2 separate regions of the Columba livia genome follow, and region 2 is linked to region 1. The links are chromatin contacts, called in public Hi-C maps. All regions are on one chromosome and are shown on one strand. Each heading gives the region's core, a stretch centred on a gene start, on an enhancer-like site or on the middle of the called end of the contact. The rest is flanking DNA. Distances are from core to core; before and after follow the strand shown. Region 1 holds the start of KLF6 (KLF transcription factor 6). Region 2 has its middle 79 kb from the start of KLF6.

Evidence for each region. A called contact is a pair of places that touch in the nucleus more often than the background predicts.
Region 2: a contact with region 1 is called in a Hi-C map of liver, with 2.0 times the contacts expected there. The contact joins the enhancer-like site here to the promoter of KLF6 in region 1. A contact is called at or near these places in 2 of 2 Hi-C or Micro-C datasets (crop and liver).

The regions. Positions count from the first base shown.
Region 1 is chr2:13,668,328-13,672,881 of bColLiv1.pat.W.v2, forward strand. KLF6 (KLF transcription factor 6) reads right to left here and starts at 2,643. Exons shown (of 4, transcript XM_005504158.4): 1 at 2,136-2,643. The coding sequence starts at 2,237.
Region 2 is chr2:13,747,283-13,751,730 of bColLiv1.pat.W.v2, forward strand. No RefSeq gene overlaps it. Among named protein-coding and RNA genes, the nearest start is that of KLF6, 79 kb to the left of the region's middle. Within about 2 kb of position 1,334, at least 3 of the 3 cell types and tissues checked have an H3K27ac peak away from gene starts, as active enhancers do.

The sequences.
Region 1 (4,554 bases), core at 1,393-3,892:
CAGGAGGCAAAATGGGAAATTACTCTAAGGTCCTGCTGGGAGTCCCACAATGAACAAGAACTTTATCTACTGGCCAAGAGTGCAACTGTATGAGTCATCTCTTTCTTTCACGCAATGCCAAAGGAGACTTCCTTTTAAAACCCTGACCATCTGCCAAGAAAGTACTCTGTTCAAATATACATGCAACAGTACATGGGCAACTTCCCCCCCCCCACACACATTCCCCTCCACTCCATGAAACGAAAGAAAACAAAAAACAAAACCACCCTAAATGGATGAAGCTGTGGTTTTCAATTTCAATTCACCCTGCTGACTTTCAAACCATTTTCAGAGAACAAAAAAAAAAAACCCAGTATGAACTGTTATGGCAACAAGCTGATGTTTTGGGATTATTCTTTCCACTATAGGAAATGACCCATATGAAAGCTTTACACAGAAAATGGACACACCAGGTTTCCATACCAAACTCTACTTATTTTAGTAAGATCATCTCTTCCAAGCCCGGTAGCAAAACCTGATCCCAAATGCCACACATTCCCCTGACAGCCCCTTCCCATCTGTCCAAGAGCAGAGCGTCCATGGGAGCAGCTCCCTTCTCCCACAGCACCGCTCCAGTAAACTGGGTCACATGTTCTGGCCAGGCTAGGAGCAGGGGCAAAAACAGGAGAAAAACAAAACAAAATAAACAAACAAAAAACCAACCTCCAAAATAAACCCACTGCTGCACACAATATTTATGCATTTGTCCATAATTAGGTAACTGCTTTGTAATGCACGGTAAAAACGAAAAAGGTTTCAACAGGGACAACACAATAGCGTGTTGACTTTCCATTAAAACAGGTAAAAAAGCATTTTTTTAAGATCTTGTTAAACTTTCCTATTCCCGGCTTATTTAAATTCCTCATTAGGTAGATTAGTAATGGGGACGGGAGTGAAGCTCTCTCAGAGTTTAAATGCCTCTGAAGGCTACTAGGAACGAGGGCTGGCCCTTCGCCAAAAACCCAAATGCCTGAAGGAAACTACTTAGCTCCATTTCAATCACGTACTATGAAGCTGTCTCTTTGAAAAGGGAAGGGGGGGAGGGGAAGAAAAATAAAAAAAGGCATTGCATACAATTAGTAAGCATGTGAAGGTTGTAACACTTTGCATTTCGACCTTCTCGGAAAGGCTCCCCGGTCCTTCTTGAAAAGCCAGCAGGTATTTGATCTGGTCACCGGGCTGAGCAGCTCCCGGCTGGGGAGCGGAGCCAGCGGACCCCCCCGGGGTAACGCCAAAATGTCAGCGGTGACCGCAGCTCCTGCCAACCCGGCGTTTGGATCAAATTAAGGAGGATGGGGAAAAAAAAAAAAAAAAAAAAAAAAGGAAAAAAGAAAAGGCAACGAAATATGTCCATTAAAGGGAAGGAGCCTCTGTTCTTCCTCCTTCCCGACCAAGGCAATTAGCACAAGGGGATTGCTGTCATATGACTGGCAACTCACAGACTCTGCAAAGCTCGCTGCTCTGGGAAAAAGCAACATTATATACATATATGTATATACACACAGAGATATGTGTACATGTGCGTACATACAACACTCCTGTTGTTTTTTTCCCACCATCGTCAGGAAAAAAAAAAAAAAGAAAAAGAAAAAACAACAACAACAACAAAAACGCAGCAAGGGGCGGAAAGCAGCCCTTGGCCAAAGCAGGGAGCTCGGATGACAAGACCCAGCTGTGGAGCTTGGACCTGGTACAAGCGCAAAACTTTTGCCAGGACTCGGTGTGGAGCGGGCGGGAGCGGAGCGCCGGGTCCGCGGAGCGCGGAGGCCGCCGCGCTGACAGCCCCGCGCACGCAGGGCCGGGCGGTAAGTCAGGAGAGACGGAGATGCGCAGCTCCTCACACTCACCTCGGGACTCTTCCACTCTCCCCGAAAAAAAGCCGTATTGTTTAAAAGCAAAACACCTGCTTCAAAACATCTCTACACATTTGTGCTTAATGCTCCCCAAAGTCGTTGCTGACACTTGGGCTTTTTTTCTTTTTTTTTTTTTTTTTTTTTTTAAATCCGCTCATCCTTTAATACGGCTTAAAAAAAAAAAAAAAAAAGAACGAAAAACACCCCGACAACAACAACAACAACATCGACATCCTCGTTTACCTGTTGCCAATATTCCTCCAGGGACGGCAAGGCTGAGAAGTAACCCGTGTCGTGCACAATCTGGAGTTCCTGGAAGATGCTGCACATTGGGAGAACATCCATGTCTCAAGTTGCAACAACAAAGTCAGTGCTGGTTACCAAAAATACAGATGCCTCCTTTATGTGCAGGGGTTGCGGGGTGTGTGCGGGGGGGTGTCAAACCTCTGCTCACAGTTTCCAAGCCCCCCCCCTTCCTCCAGAGAAGAAAAAAAAAATAATTGTATATATATAAATATATATCAATTCCTTGAGGAGCTTAGGGAGGAAAAAAGACCCAAAGTTTCATGCAAAGTTTAATTGCACAGCAAGGCAGTACGTCTCCCGAGGCGGCCGCGGCGGCGGCTCTCCCCTCCCGCGGCCGGCGGAGGACACTTGCGCAGGAGCGGACCCAATATTTGCAAACACGGCGCTGACTGCGAATGTAACCCCCTGCGAAACTTCCCTATTCAAAGCTCTGCCCGGCCGCGCCGCCGCCCCCGCCCCCCGCGCCCTCCCCCGCCCCGCGTGATCCCATTACGCCGCCTGCCGCCGCGGCCCAATCTCCGCCACGCACTCCGCGCCCCGCGTGCCAATGATGTCAGAGCCGCCCAATCGCCGCCCGGCAGGCATCGCGGCTCCTCCTGGCGTGACCGAGCCCGGCCGTGACGGCTCCCGCCATTGGCTCGATTCGAAATTCGCCCCCTCCTGATTGGCGAGCCGGGCGGCAGGCTATTTTTAGCAGGGTATATAAAGCGGGGAAGCGGGGAGGTGTGCGCTCGCGAGCCGGCCGCTAGCGAGGGAGCCGCGCGGGGGAGGGGAGCGGGCGGCCGCGCGCTGCCATGCGGTGCTGACGGCCGGCGCGGGGGGCGCTGCGGAGCTGTGAGGCGGCCCCGGGCGCTGTGAGGGGAGCTGGGGGGCACGGGAGCCGGTTCGGGTCCCCCCGACCGGGGGAACCTGCCCTGCGGCGGTTCCTGGAGCTCCTCGCAGGGCGCTCCTGGCGTGGGGAGCCGTGGTTGCCTGGTAGCGCTCGGGCGCTGTGCCTGGCCGGGCCCGCGGCGCTGTCAGTGTGTCCCATCTCACTGCGGGAAGGGGGTCAACATCGACCCCCGTGGCTCCCTTTCCACAAGGCTTCAAAGCACAAGTCCATGTATTCTACAAGTCTCCTTGGTCATGCTTTCCCAGTGAGCAGGAGGTCTGGAAAGTGACTTCTAGGAGACAGCTGAGACCGTCACTGTCGCCTCAGTGAGGAGATTGATGTTAGGGCAGAACATTCCCTTTTTTTAACACTAGACCTGTCAATCATGTGGATGTCTTAATATAATTAAAAAACGCGTTGTTGTTAGCTTTCCAAATGAGTGTCCAGCACATGGAACAAACAATCCTAATGTGTTTCTTTTATTAAAGAACTTATAAATTTTCCACTGATGTTTCCATCGTAATCTCTACTCTGTTATTTCCATTTCCCCACTTCTCTCTGTATCTGTTGCTAGTTACCTACAGATGGTAACTGAAGTGTTTAATGTCTGTTTCTTCTGCTGACTGTCTTCTGTGAGCTAGCTGATTGCAGGTGTGAAAATGTCAGTCTAACTTTCCATCCCCAAGCCCCTCATAAACTATTAATATGGTGATTCCATAAACAAACAACTGGTGTTCATGGTTGGGTTTTCCTGTGTCTATGAAAAGAAAAAAAAAAAAGCCTCAGGTCAATTAGAGCATTATGTTATGTTTAGAAAAACAAGCTAATGCTGGAGACTCAAAACATCTAAATGCAGAGAATGAAGCCCACGTGGTTTGGTCAGTAATTCTTTACTCGGCTTCACGTGGCCAAACAAATATGTATTCAAAATTGCCTTGCGGACAACATATAGCACAGGTGGGTTTCTGTCTAGTTGGGGCCAAAACTAGATCTGGAGAAAAGTGAAGAAGAAGAAAAAAAGAAGTCCTCTTAAGCAGATGAATTATACACCTTACTTGAGCTAACTTTTAGTTCTGTAGAGTTAAATATTTTGTGGTCTGAAATGTGGTGTGGGCTCCAGTCAAATATAACCTGGTAACATAATTCTGAAAATCCTCCGTGTTTGTTTAACTGACCTGCTCCGTCTTTGTAGAAGATTTTCTTTTCAAACATAGTGACAGTGAATGCTACTGACCACTCTTCTTATTTTACACTTGCCCCTTTTTAGCTGTGTTTCGTGTAAGAGAGATCTGGGCTTGTCAGAGGCTGGGTGAGAATTACTCTGCCCATGTGGAGTTTGAAGCATAAAGATCTCATTTTGTAAAGTTATATTTGGATAGGTGGTATCTCTCAGCGAGGGACAACAGATGTAAGTTGATAGAGACACAATAATAAAAAAGAAAGGTCCTTTAATAAAATGCATTTTTATTTGACAAGTAAGGTTTT
Region 2 (4,448 bases), core at 84-2,583, 78 kb after region 1:
CATAATAAAGTAGGAATTGGAAGTCTTCCTGGGCATCTCCAACATAGTCAGCCAATGTTATCAAACAGTCCTGCCATTATTGAATAGATGTTCTTGTCTGCATCTCCATCTTTCTGAGAATGGTTGATGTCTTTTAGTCTTTAGCAAACAAAATCTTTGTTAGATTTTTGTTTTTGCTGATATTTAGCACAGGGCAATATTGACTTAAATGTTATTTTCCTGTTCTCTTGACACATTTCATCTTGAAAGATCCCCTTTTTTAGCTGCCTGCTCCAGTCTTGCCTTACAGAATTTTGCAATCTTGCATTTTGACAAACAGTAACAAGTCTTTTTTTGTTGATGTTTCCAAAACAGACTTCTGAAACCTCTTTCCTCACTTAACATCTGTTGTATTTTGACCTATTGTGCCAGTCTCCTGCTTGACACAAATTCCATGTTCTGACTTGCCCCAGTTCCATAGATGATCTCACAAACTCGCAGTTTACTTCAAATATCAAATCAGTCAATAGGGTTTTGAATGGCCTTTCTAAAGGACTAGAGAAAGCTAAAGCCAAATTTATTCTAAAATGAAGCTTTATAAATTTACATAAAGACTGTCTGATGAGGTTGCCTTCAATGGTGGGAAGCTATGGCAGCAAACATAGCAACAGAGTAATCCATTTTTCTGTGCCATGGTCCTGTGTCACTCAATGCACAATTACATTGTGGATAAACATATGATGTGCTACAAAGGAAACTGTGTTGCAGTGTGATCAAGAAGATTTGATAATTCTTATCACATACTCAGGACCTGTTCCAAGAAGAGCGAGCAAAAGATATTAGAAAATATGAACAAAGATTTATAGCTTTACCACTCCACTGATGTCACAGGGCTTTTCTTTTTCTATGCTGCTAGCATGACCGAAATAAAATGTTTGTCAATATTTCCTGATCAGCAGGAGTATTACAGTTCTCTGCACATCTATGTAATTGCTCTCCTTACTTTAAACTTTCTGTAGACCACAGGACAAGAGATTTCACATTACAGTTCCTACCATTAGCCACTGATGGGATTGCCCAGTTTAATTATGTGTCTTTGTATTAACCATACAAATTATAATTGCAATTATAACTATAATAAATTATAACTTATTAACCAGTTACTGTATTTTACCAGTAAAAGGTGTGAGTTTGTTGCTGTAGTAGAAGTTTCCTGTACCAAAAACTCTGAGAATTGGTGCTTCGTTGATTGGTATCCCTGAAAGCTGGAACATTTCCTATAACTCCAGACTGTTAAACTTTTGTGGGCTGGGCTTTCAGAGTGGTAAATACACTGAACTCCATCCCTTGGAACCTTTTTGCCTATATTTAACTTTGGCTACCTCTGTGAAAAAAAGACTTGCTAAACTCAATTAATGAATTTGTTGACATAGCTTCAATTCTTTGCTTAAATATTTCTCTATTATATTCATTCCCTTGCAGAAAAAGAGTTCACTGTGTTTCGTAATGTTAGTGATATACAGCTTCTTAGGAGCTGCAGTGTTTGCATTTTAGTTTGTATCCCTATTTAAAAAAAAAAAAAAAAAAAAAAGAAAAAAGAAAAAAGAAAAAAGAAAAAAAAGTAGAGTGGTGCATCTGTTTCCCTTCTGATCAAGCATCTGTTTTCTGCATAGTTCACTTGGGGCCTCTGCTGTAACTCCAGAGCTGGATTCTTGCTTCTGCTCACAGCCTGATACATATTAACTGCTCTGGTAAAACCTCTCAAGGATAAGCATTATTAGGGGCTCTTATTTCATCTTCCTGCAGTCTTCATTTATTGGGCTGAAGCCTGATTCTAACTTTTTTTAAAAAGTACGTATGTTTCTAATTGGGCTGCCTGAAGCCTACCTAACTGTTCCAGTCAGTGCAATTTGCAAAATAACTTACGCATTACAGTTTTGTTCTGGTTTGGTAAATCAGTGAAAGAAGCTGTTCTTGAGTGGGAAAACTTTTGTCAATTCTATGATGATTCTAAGATCTGATCAATCATCTATGTAGAGTGAGAAATCAGCCTCCAGGTCTATGTCATGTCTGCTGCGTAATGTCATTGATTTAAAAGATTCCAATTTTTATTCTAGTGAGTATCAAATGCTCACATCAATATAATATGCTCACATATTGTGGAAGATGCAACTTCAAATTTAAAAAATGTTTTAAAATGTTGGAACAAGTTATTAGTATTTGAATGGAGCAAGAAGATTTGTCTGACTATGAGGTAAAGGCAGGAGCATGAGTGTAGTATGAAGGAGCTGAACTTCTGGGGCTAAACTGTGTTCATTCTTGTTACACTGTGTTGGATGCATTCTAGTAATCAGTGTTGTCTCATGTGTGAAAACAACATTGTGATGCAAATTGTAGCTGTCAGACGACTCTCAATTATAAAATAGTCTTTGGAGACCAAGCAATTGAACCATGTAGTAGATGACACAGGTTGCTAATCAAAATTTTCATCTTATTCGGCATTTTCTGAAACTGAGGAGTTGTGAATTCACTGCACTCATTGCTTTTAATTACAATCACATGTGAAGAATTGAGCTTCTGGACACCAGCTGATACTGCTCGTGTTTTATTCAGTCATATAAGACACATGACCCTCCTTGCGCAAGCATCAAATCAGGGCATTTGTGTTCTTGTGACTGAATGCAATTAACCCAGTCATTTTTCTGAGTCAGTGGAATTTCAGTGACTTTGTATCTCTCAAAAATCTCAAGTAAATTAAATCAATAATTTGATTTGCTCATATGTGAAAATTCTTTCCTCCTAGTGTTAAAAGGGGCTACAATTTCCATTAAATGTACCTGAACTCCTATTAGTTCAAGGCAAGGCACTGAAACGGAACAAGCTGGTGAGACTAACTGACAGGTAGTAATTGGACACTAATCTTTTAAAAATCATGTATTTCATTCAAGAAGTCAGCAAATTCTAGCTCCATAACATTTTTTTTTCTACTACTGGAGAAAAATAGTGACCATGTGCTCAAACTTTACCAAATGTTTTATAAACTTACAGTTTAGATTTCAGCTAATTTCAGCTTTCAGCTTGTCCAGTTAACCGAATCAAATTGCTCAGTCTTCCTGCAGTGGAGTAAGGCTTTCTAAATGCATAATGATTTGTTATTTGGATAAATCTGTTCCCGACATATTCTAAAGTAAGACTTCTTCCAGACTCACGGAATGTGGCAGTCATGTAAATTCTTATGTTTGGAGATGTATGGGCCTGCTTGACCATAGCACATAGCCCAGTAAACTGACAGAATTCTGAAGATGTTTTAATTTTATAATTTAGTAGAGAGTCATATGTTTCATGGAGAGAATTTTTCATCCGTTAGCAAATTTTGTGTGGGATATTGGCCTAGATTGACACCTATCATCTGAAAGTAGAGCAAATGCATTGATTTCAGCAGCATTACTCATGATCTACAGCAGTTCAAGGGATGTTCAATGTAACACCTCTTTGTCTTTAGATAAAATGTTTTCATCAAATGGTGTAAAAACTATAGGTACAGTTTCTAGAATCAAGAGATGAACTTTTTTAAAAGAAACAAAAAATCCAGCCTTTTAGAAAAAGTTTGTAAAAAATATGTACACTTTAACAGCTCCATCCCCCTTCCCTTTTGTAGAGGTTTGTAGAGGTATTTTTTTCTGTATGATTTTATATTTTGCAATTAACCAGTGACTGCCATTTACAGTTTATCCTAACTTTCCTTCATTATGGTTGCTATTTTATTGTGCCTAACACTTTCAAAAGTGGAAGGTATCAAGAATTGCTCAATGCTGTTTAAGCCCAAACTATTTGTTCCTGTGATTTGTGAAAAAGAGCAAGGAGATCCTAATGATCAATTATTTTAGCTCTTTTTGACCTCCCGACATCATGTACAAGAGTGAGTTCTAGATACTGAAAGATCACAGTACTGAAGTTAGAAAAAGCCTAACTAGAACATAAAATCCACCCTAAATGTCACTTGAAAATACCTATTAAAAATGATGTTATTTCATTAATTAGTCAGAATGAGGCCTGAACAAATATGTCCACTTATAGTCCTAGTGAATCCTAGAAGAGGGGTTTAGGATCTGGGGAGGGAAATGACTTAGAGCTCTGATAGCAAAACACTGACGTTTTTGATTCTTTCAATTTAAGATTTTAATATCCTCAGTAATCTTCTGTGATCTTTACTAGAAATAGGACAGCCAAGTAATACATCTATTGGAACCTCATCTCTTCAGTTCACATGTCAACACTGAATTCTGTCCTCCTATCCTGTGGCTGTGAATTTTTGTGACTGAAATATGGCAAAATCTATTTTTCTAACTTCAGCAAAAAATCTTGGTCATGCAATATAGATATTAGTACCTTTACTGCCAGAGTTAGATCAGAGCAGGTGGAAGGTGTATTGCAGCCTAGAAAAAGCACAAGTTTTCGTGGAGTAGGTG